Regions from separate parts of the Mus musculus genome. Here region 1 is linked to region 2. A link is a contact called in public HiChIP or PLAC-seq data. All regions are on one chromosome and are shown on one strand. The core of a region is the stretch at or near the end of the contact, and the rest is flanking DNA. Distances in the headings are between cores, read along the strand shown.

Evidence for each region. HiChIP or PLAC-seq counts read pairs in DNA pulled down with a chosen protein or histone mark.
Region 1: a contact with region 2 is called in an H3K4me3 HiChIP or PLAC-seq map of forebrain, with 6 times the contacts expected there. The contact joins the enhancer-like site here to the promoter of Dhcr7 in region 2. A contact is called at or near these places in 2 of 39 promoter capture datasets (the 3T3-L1 cell line and embryonic stem cells), 1 of 15 datasets of contacts at CTCF or cohesin (the NIH/3T3 cell line), 16 of 484 Hi-C or Micro-C datasets (the C2C12 cell line, the N1E-115 cell line, cardiomyocytes and 11 more), 15 of 115 datasets of contacts at active chromatin or transcription factors (the NIH/3T3 cell line, astrocytes, differentiating embryonic stem cells and 8 more) and 1 of 9 other capture datasets (adipose tissue).

Annotation. Positions count from the first base shown.
Region 1 is chr7:144,411,112-144,415,228 of GRCm38.p6, reverse strand. Shank2 (SH3 and multiple ankyrin repeat domains 2) reads right to left here. Exons shown (of 16, transcript NM_001113373.3): 15 at 3,361-4,117. Gm34621 (a long non-coding RNA gene) reads left to right here. Exons shown (of 4, transcript XR_003946689.1): 4 at 1-163. Among named protein-coding and RNA genes, the nearest start is that of Gm14372, 6.2 kb to the right of the region's middle. Within about 2 kb of position 2,863, at least 18 of the 459 cell types and tissues checked have an H3K27ac peak or open chromatin away from gene starts, as enhancers often do. A contact at or near this core is called in embryonic forebrain and forebrain, where this site is marked.
Region 2 is chr7:143,820,125-143,824,532 of GRCm38.p6, reverse strand. Dhcr7 (7-dehydrocholesterol reductase) reads right to left here and starts at 1,366. Exons shown (of 9, transcript NM_007856.2): 1 at 993-1,366. Nadsyn1 (NAD synthetase 1) reads left to right here and starts at 1,681. Exons shown (of 21, transcript NM_030221.2): 1 at 1,681-1,874; 2 at 3,301-3,361. The coding sequence starts at 1,790.

The sequences.
Region 1 (4,117 bases), core at 1,614-4,113, 590 kb before region 2:
AACAAGCTGCCTGAGTGGATGACAATGACTACGTTTCCCAGCTGTGGAGGACTGTACTGCAGAATCCTCTGTGGTGATGTCCTCTTGTCTCTTCTTTCTTGGGCTTGGTACTGGGCTGTAGACAGTGGTAGCAGCTTAGTAAACTCCCTACCATGGCTCGTCATTGGCCCTATGCACTTTAACCAGGACACCTAAGTGCTCTGCTTAGATCCATGAAGCAGTAAAAATGTGTGTCAGGCCTGCTGCCTCCACTGTGGGCCAGATTCAGATGACAGGAGGCTCTGAAAGCCAAAAGCCCTGTCCAACTGAAGGACATGCCAAGGTTACCCATGAAATGTTTGCATATCCATGTTTGCATACGCCACACCCTCGGAGAGGAGCGGTGGGGACTCCCTGGAGCACTCCCTACCCTGTGCTCTAGGGGGAGATGAACGCAAGCTGAGGTTTTCCCAAGGATGCTGGAAGAGAACAGGTTTCAGCATCAGGCCTATAGCCAGAATTGCTCACGGCTTTGCACCATGGTCTTTCAGTGGCTCTGATATCATACACTAACATATACACAAATATATTGAAAGAGAGTTCCAGCTGACTTTTTCAATATATTTGTAGTTAAATATGTCTAAATTCCACACTGTCTTGATCTTGGGGTCAGTCTACTGGGTATACTAAACCCCGGGTATCCTAAAGTTAGATTGCTTACACCCCAGGAAGCAAATGCCAGGCCTTCTAACTCTCTGCTCTTCCTGGATCCTGTCCTGGTGCCAGCATAAGACGAGGTCTCTTGGAGCTGCCAAGTAGCAAAAGGCCCATTATTTCAATTTACAAGCACAGCAAAGCTCTTGCCCATGTGGTGGAACCACTGAGGAACACGCTGAGAGCCAGGCTTTCCTTGGTGAGCAGTCATGCTTGAGGAAACAGGGTCTCTCTGCCTTAATGTGTGTCACGTCAGAGAGCATGGCCAGCTTTCAGTTATCTCTTGAAACCTTCATTTTCTTTCTCTCCTTTTGATTCTGAACCTCATTTGGCCCAGGGTGGTCCACAACTTAACTTTTAGAAGCATTTACAAGTGGCATTAGCAAGATGCTCAGACTGAGTGAATCTCTAGTTGTCATCCTGGGCCTGGCAGTGAAGGCAACGGAGAGGTGTCTGAGCAATGTAGGCAAGAGGCCAGTGCACCAAGGCAAGAGGCAGAGCTCGGTCACCTGCATATCCCATACAGGATGCATGCATGGTTCTGTGAACGGCTACCCCAGCCTGTGGCCCTCTGTGTCTCGCAGTTGCTGCTGGCATCCCAGGACCCTAAGCCCATGCCCAACCCAGTGCAATCCTTAGATTTGAAAAGGAGGGTCAGAGGCCTGTGTTTCCTCTACTGCTTGAGGTCAACAACAGTCATCTCTCCCCTCATTAGCAGGGGAGTTCTAGGTCTAATGGCGGTTCCTTTCTTCCCAGGAGCTCAGTCTTGTAGATGGTCTTCAGTGGTGATCCCTTTTTCCGAAGCCAACCCCCAGCCTCAGCTTCTAGAACCTTCCCATACAGTCCCTTTGACTCTTTGCCTCAGATTTCTCTCTCTGCTGGTTGATGGCCACGTTGCTGGTACCTATGTGACAGAATGGCCAATGTTTGTTGGTCCTTTGTAGGCGTTGGCTAAAGTCCTTGCTCTGAGAGGTCTGCGCCAGGAATAGACTGGCTGGGTGGAGCCAGTTTTTGAGTGCTAGTGATGCTCTCTCTGAGCACCCAGCCCACATCTGGCACCTACCTGGAGTAGGGAAAGACAATAGTCCCAGCCCCCAGTGGAGGGTAAGTCTCCTTCCCTCTCCTGGGAGCCACCAGACATTGTCTAACCAGAAAAAGAAAGGCAGCAAGGGTCATCTGCTGCGATTCAGAATTCCCCTGCAACCCCCCCCCCCCCCCCCGCACCTTCCCAATGCCAGCGGCCACCTCAGCTTTTCTCCTGTTGAAGACTGGGCAGCTATTGTAACCTCACTTTTAGAGAGAGGCTGCAATACCTGCTCGGCCTCTCTGAAGAATGGACTTAACACACAGGATCATGCTGCCCAGTCGTGAGGGACGCCACCCCAAGGGCTTGCAAATATTACTTTCACAAGAGGCTGTGGCATAAAAGACTCTATAGAGGAAAAATATGAACCAAGCATATTCCAAGGTTGCTGTGAGACTCCTGGACATGTTTAAAATATGCAGGTGTGTGGTTACCCCACCTCCCACCCACCAGAGTGGAGGGTTTCTGCAGGCCCGCCCAAGCTAGCAGGGAGCCACGGGAGCTTGCTTCTGCACACCACCTGTAGCAGGTTTCCCATTACCAAGCGGTGGCATCCGCACACTTCTTTACAACAGCCGCCAATCAGTATTTCTCAAAGGAGTTAAGGAGCCGTCCAAGTCCTCCATTTACAACCACACCAAAAGGTAACAGGAAGAATTGTGGCTCACAGCCCAAACCTCAAGACTCAGATGCAGTGTGATGTCCCTGATTAATGGGCTCGGTTGTTTGAATCAGATGCCTGCCCAGCGGGAGAATAAAGAAAGACTTCATTAGTCAAACCGATGAAACCTGAGCTCAACTGTCAGCCAGAGAGGCTGAGCACTACACACACGGAAGCGGAAAGACAGCACGAGTGTACATCACACAAGGAACAAAAACAGAAAGGCCATGAGTGAGGGTGGGGCCTGCAAGGCTGCCGAGTACCATCCTGAAACCACACAGGGGGCTGTTCTAGAACCTTCTGTTTGGACTTAGGAAGAATGTGTTTATTCTACCCCCCCCCCCATCCCAATGAAGGTAGCTTGTTAAGCCCTACGTGAGGCTGGAAACGGCCCATCGGGCGCAGCTGGCAGTGATTTCTTTGTGACGTCTGCCCCTGGGTGGGGTGATGCAGCAGAGGGGCAGGTGTTCATCCAGAGCAATGACCCAGCTCCTTCCAAATCCTCAACCCCAAGGGGGATTAAGGGAGAGGGAATGGTACACCCATGTTCAGACACTGGCCACCTCTGCTGACCAGTTTGGGTTTTAATGGAGCTCTGCCTGCCTTTGAGGTAGTCCTGGCAAAGGGCCAGAGGAAACGGAGCAGAGACCAAAGCTTCCTTCTGGAAGCGACCGTGGGCCTGGTCCCGTGCAATCTGGTTCCTTTATGTGTCTTTAGGAAGGTGTGTCATAGGCTGCATGGCAGCCATGGCCTTGGCTCTGCCGTAGTCCGGTGACAGGAGGATGGTGGCAACATGGTTATAGCCTAATGGGTGTGGCAGAGGCCATGCAGGTCCCCTCTTCTCGGCTGCATAGGTGGCTCCCCAATGGTTTCTTTTGGCCAGCACTGGACCACACATTCCCCAAGCTGATTGGGAACTTACCTTGGAGCGAGGTTGGCCGACTTGGCTCCCACCGGCAGCTCCAGCCCTTCCCCGGGCTTGACCGATTTCCCCCTGTTCATCTGCTGCAGAATGGAGTTTAGCTCACTAATGACATTTGCCTTTGGGCCTGAGAGAATTGGGCTTTTGACCTCTGGAACGTCACCCCACAACTTGGAGGTCCTTGGCTGGATGACCTTCGCCACACCGGCCTGGGCGCTGCCCGGCGGGGGCGGGGGTGCAGGTGGGGGGATCACAAAGCCATCCGTGTCCTCTTCTGGGAGCGTGTCTTGGTAAAGTGCGTTGCTCTTGTGAACGATGGGCTTCATTTTTGGCTTTGGAGGTACTGGGGGCTTGTCAACCACAAAGGCTTGCCCGTCTGCATAGACTGTGCAGGTGTCCATGCTCTCGCCGCCCTCTGAGGACAGCGTGGAGATGCTGGACACCGTGGAGATGGTGCTGGTAGTCTCCAGGTGGTGGTCGCTGCTACTCCGGCTGTCCACCTCCTCAATCCCCGAGTCGGTGACTGCATCGAAACTTTCGGGGGGTGGCAGGAACGAGGAGGGCAGACAGTTCGAGATACCGGCTGGCTTCTTACTGTCTGTGGAGTTGGCTGGTTGGCTGGAGTTCAACGTAGGGGGCTGAGAGGTGTCGTTTTTCTTCTGCTTGACCAGGTCAGCCAGAGCGGGAACTGAAGCTGCCCGGTCATCGGGGATATCAAAACTATTGGCGAATTCCAGGGGGGGAGGCAACGGTTCTG
Region 2 (4,408 bases), core at 117-2,616:
TGGAAGTCCAAGGATCTAGCAGTTACTCAGTCTCACGCAGCAAGCAGGCAAAGGAGCAAGAGCAAGAGCTAGACTCCCTTCTTCCAATGTCCTTATATTGTCTCCAGCAAAAGGTGTAGCCCAGATTAAAGGTGTGTTCCACCACACCTTTAATCCCAAATGAAAGGCATAGCCCAGATTAAAGGTGTGTTCCTTAACTCGGAGATTAAATCTTCTGGAATCCATAGCCACTATGGCTCAAGATCTTCAAACCAAGATCCAGATAAGGATCTCCAAGCCTCCAGATAAGGGTCACTGGTGAGCCTTCCAATTCCGAATTGTAGTTCATTCCAAATATTGTCAAGTTGACAACCAGGAATAGCCACTACAATACACTAGCAAGATTTTATCGAAAGGACCCAGATGTAGCTGTCTCTTGTGAGACTATGCCGGGGCCTAGCAAACACAGAAGTGGATGCTCACAGTCAGCTAATGGATGGATCACAGGGCTCCCAATGGAGGAGCTAGAGAAAGTAGCCAAGGAGCTAAAGGGATCTGCAACCCTATAGGCGGAACAACATTATGAACTAACCAGTACCCCGGAGCTCTTGACTCTAGCTGCATATGTATCAAAAGATGGCCTAGTCGGCCATCACTGGAAAGAGAGGCCCATTGGACACGCAAGCTTTATATGCCCCAGTACAGGGGAACGCCAGGGCCAAAAAGGGGGAGTGGGTGGGTAGGGGATTGGGGGTGGGTGGGTATGGGGGACTTTTGGTATAGCATTGGAAATGTAAATGAGCTAAATACCTAATAAAAAATGGAAAAAAAAAGTTGTATCTACTTTGATTGGTGTTACCCAAACGCAAAAGGGACAGGAATGAGAAAGGGCTCAGGTTGATGCACAGGGAATCCAGACTGCTGTGAGCCAAAGAAGCAGGACACACCCATTCCCTCTGTGAGCTCTCTGTGAGCTCCTACTGACAAAATTGACACAAATTAACTGAACACACCTGCGAAGTGGAAACTTTGAGAGATCCCTTCCATCAGACTGGCCTGTGCTTGTCTGTGGAGCATTTTCATAACCGATGATTGATGTGACGGCCTTGGCCCACTGTGGGTGGCGCTACCCCTGGCTGGTGGTCCTCAGTGGTGCAAAAAAAAAAAAAAAACAGGCTGAGTAAGCCTTCAAGCAAGCCAGTGGGCAGAAGTCCTCTTTGGTCTCTGCTTCAGTTCCTGCCTCAACTTCCCTTCATTACAGACTATGAGCTATAAGGTGAAGTGAGCCCTTTTCCTCCCCAGCTGCTTTTTGCCACGTGTTCATCACAGCGACAGAAAGCAAACCTGACATTACTTTTGGTGGCAGAAAACAAGCCTTTCATGACCTATCAAAAGTCGCTCAGATGGCAAAGGAAATGATCCAGGACGCTCTGACCTTGGGCAACAGCGGGACGCTGAGACAACCTTACTGCGCAGGCGCTCCTTAGGGCCCTACTTTAAAGGGTGCGCTTTGTGCAGGATCTCCGCGGGGGCGGGGTCTCACGGAAGGGCGCGCACTGCGAAAGTGAGAAGGGGTGTGGCTGTGGAGGGCGAAAGGACGGGGCTTCCGGGTAAGACACGGTCTGCGCCGGCGCAGTTCTGGAGGCGGTGCAGAAGCTGGGCTATGACGGCAGAGGGGCGGGGCTATGGCGAGCCGTGGGGAGGGGCCTCTAGGAAACCAAGCTACGCAGGCGTAGACCGGACAGTCCGGCTAGTATCTTCCCTGTGGTCTCCGTTATTACACCGTCCCAGCCTGGAACCTGTAACCAGCATGGGCCGGAAAGTGACCGTGGCCACCTGTGCACTCAATCAGTGGGCCCTGGACTTTGAGGGCAATTTCCAGAGGATTTTAAAGAGTGAGTTTTGGGGTGGCGGGAGACAGGAAGAAGTCAAAGTCCACAATGGGTAGGACATGGCAGTCCAGGCCAGCTTTGCCCAGGAGAGACTCACAGCGCTGGGCGTGGGAACAGATAGAAGGGTAATGCTTGGTGAGCTTTCAGGGCGACTTCCTAATTTGGGGGACATGTGAGGAAGCAAGGCAAGAGTGGAAATAGGAGTGCCCTGCCAGCCAGGCAGACACTGCCCTCATCCATCCTCTAGGATCTGGTGGGTCTCTCTAAGGTTACCTGGGGCAGGGCTGCGCATTCTTGGAACTGTTTCATTGAGATCTAGGCGTTTGCAAAGACTAGAGATCCGTGTTCTAGGGCTCCTGAGGACATTCCTCATGGATTGGCATTGGGAGAAGGCATACTGAAGCCAGAAGAGGTCTCAGGTCAGAGAAGGGTGTTGGCGTTCCATATACCTGTATTGTTGACATTCAGGTCAGCTCATCATTGCCCCCAGAAGATAGAACTGGGGATACTCTGTGCCCAGCTGCAGACTGCTCACCTCAGGTTATCCGTGCTGGAAGCCTCTGCAGGAAGGCTAAATAGGAAAAACAAGAAACAAGCAAAACAACAAGAAAAACCCAAATGTATTATTTATTTCATGTACATATGCACGCCATAATGTGCATGTGGAGGTCAGAGGACAACCTGCAGGAGTCAGCTGTCCTCTTCCACCTTGTGGGTCTGAGTGAGCAGTTCTCAACCTGTGAGCCACAACCCCTGTGAGGGCCAAATGACTCTTGGGCAAGGGTCAAATATCAGATATCGAGCCTCTCAGATATTTACATTATGGTTTATAACAGCAAAATTAGTTGGGGGAGGGGGCAGACGGTCACCACAACATGAGGAGCTGTATTGAAGGGCCATGGTATTAGGATGGTTGAGAACCACTGGTCTAAGTGAACTCAGACTTGTCAGGCTTACCAACGAGTGACTTTACCTACGGAGACATCTGGCTAGCCCAGGCGTTTTTATTTTTTAAAGTAATTTTTGACCTGATTTTGTGGTCAGAGTCTATGTCTTTGCGGTGAAGATGGGCTGCCTTGCCTGCATGTTGGCAGCAGCTCTCAACCTGGGTGCTGGATGCTGACACCAACCTAGGGATGGAAGCCTTCACATCCTGTCTACAGCTTTTCCTTATAGCCAATTTGGGTGTCTGCTTAATGATTATCCATTAAGGTGTGGCTTACCCTCCTAGTACTAAGGTCACCCTACCCTCCCTGTTTCTGAATACCTACACGTGGGTATAGGTGCCTGTTGTCCTCTGCTATTAACAGAAAGGGCTGTAGTTGGTTGGAGCCTGGCTTTGGCTGTATCTACCACAGCAGCCTGCTTTTTCTACCTTTTAATGTATCCTAGCTGCTGAATCCTTCTCCCTCCCTCTCTCTCCATATAGGTATTCAAATTGCCAAAGGCAAAGGTGCAAGATACAGGCTTGGACCAGAACTAGAAATATGGTATGGCTAAGCACACCGGCAGCCCCAACCCCCACCCTTTGGAGGGCAGGTAGTGGAACAAAAGATGGGAAGAAATGGGGCAGAACTGAGAGCAAGAAGATGCATTTAGGATGGCAGCAGCTTGAGAGTGGGCCTTGTTCCGGGCGGGTTGGGGAAGCTGGATAACTTCAGGCTTCCTCATGGTTCAATAGGGGAGTGAGGTTGAACATAAAGCCAACCTGCCTCACCTTCCCTGATGCTGAGGTTTCAATGTCCCGCCAACATTCTTCCATCCCAGGGTGATGGTGTTTAGAGGCAGACTTGGGGGGGGGGCGGTATTAAATCACTGTGAGTGGTATCTTATTATATAAAGGTCCCAGGAAGCCTGCTTGTCTCCCTGACATTAGGCCACCTTCCAGGTGCCTTCTTTGCTAACTGATCGGAGCCAGAATTCGGAGGAGTTATTAGAGGTACCGTATTTGAAGGAGGGAGCAACCTGTAGCAGACATTAGTTTGATAGACACCTTGATTTTATAGCTCCAGCTGCAGAGCTGTATGCAGTGGCCTCCTGTGGTATTTAACATGGTGGGTCTGTGTTTTGAGACACCTTTCCAGCTTTTCAGTTTTTTTCTTTTTTTTTTTAATTAAAAAATATTTTAGATTTATGTATGAGTGTTCTGCTTGCACATCTCTTTTCATGACTGGTGCCCACAAAGGCCCAGAAGAACATGTTGGATCCCCTGAGAACTGGTATTATGGACAGCTATGAGACAGATGGTTGTGAGCCACCATGTGGGTGCTACAGTTGGACCCAGGACCTCTGCAAGAGCAACTGAGCTATCTCTCCAATCCCTTTAAATTTTTTTATATTGTATTTATTTGTGGACGTGTACATTCTCTCTCTCTTTGTGTGCGTGTGTATGGTGGCGGGGGGGGGGGGGGGAATCTGAAGGATCAGATTGGTGGCAAGTGCCTTGACCCACTGAGCCATCTTGCTAAGCCCATGTTTTTGTTTTCCTATTTGGCCATGGAGAGGTTTCCTTCTGCAATCTCAGCATCTTTAATGGT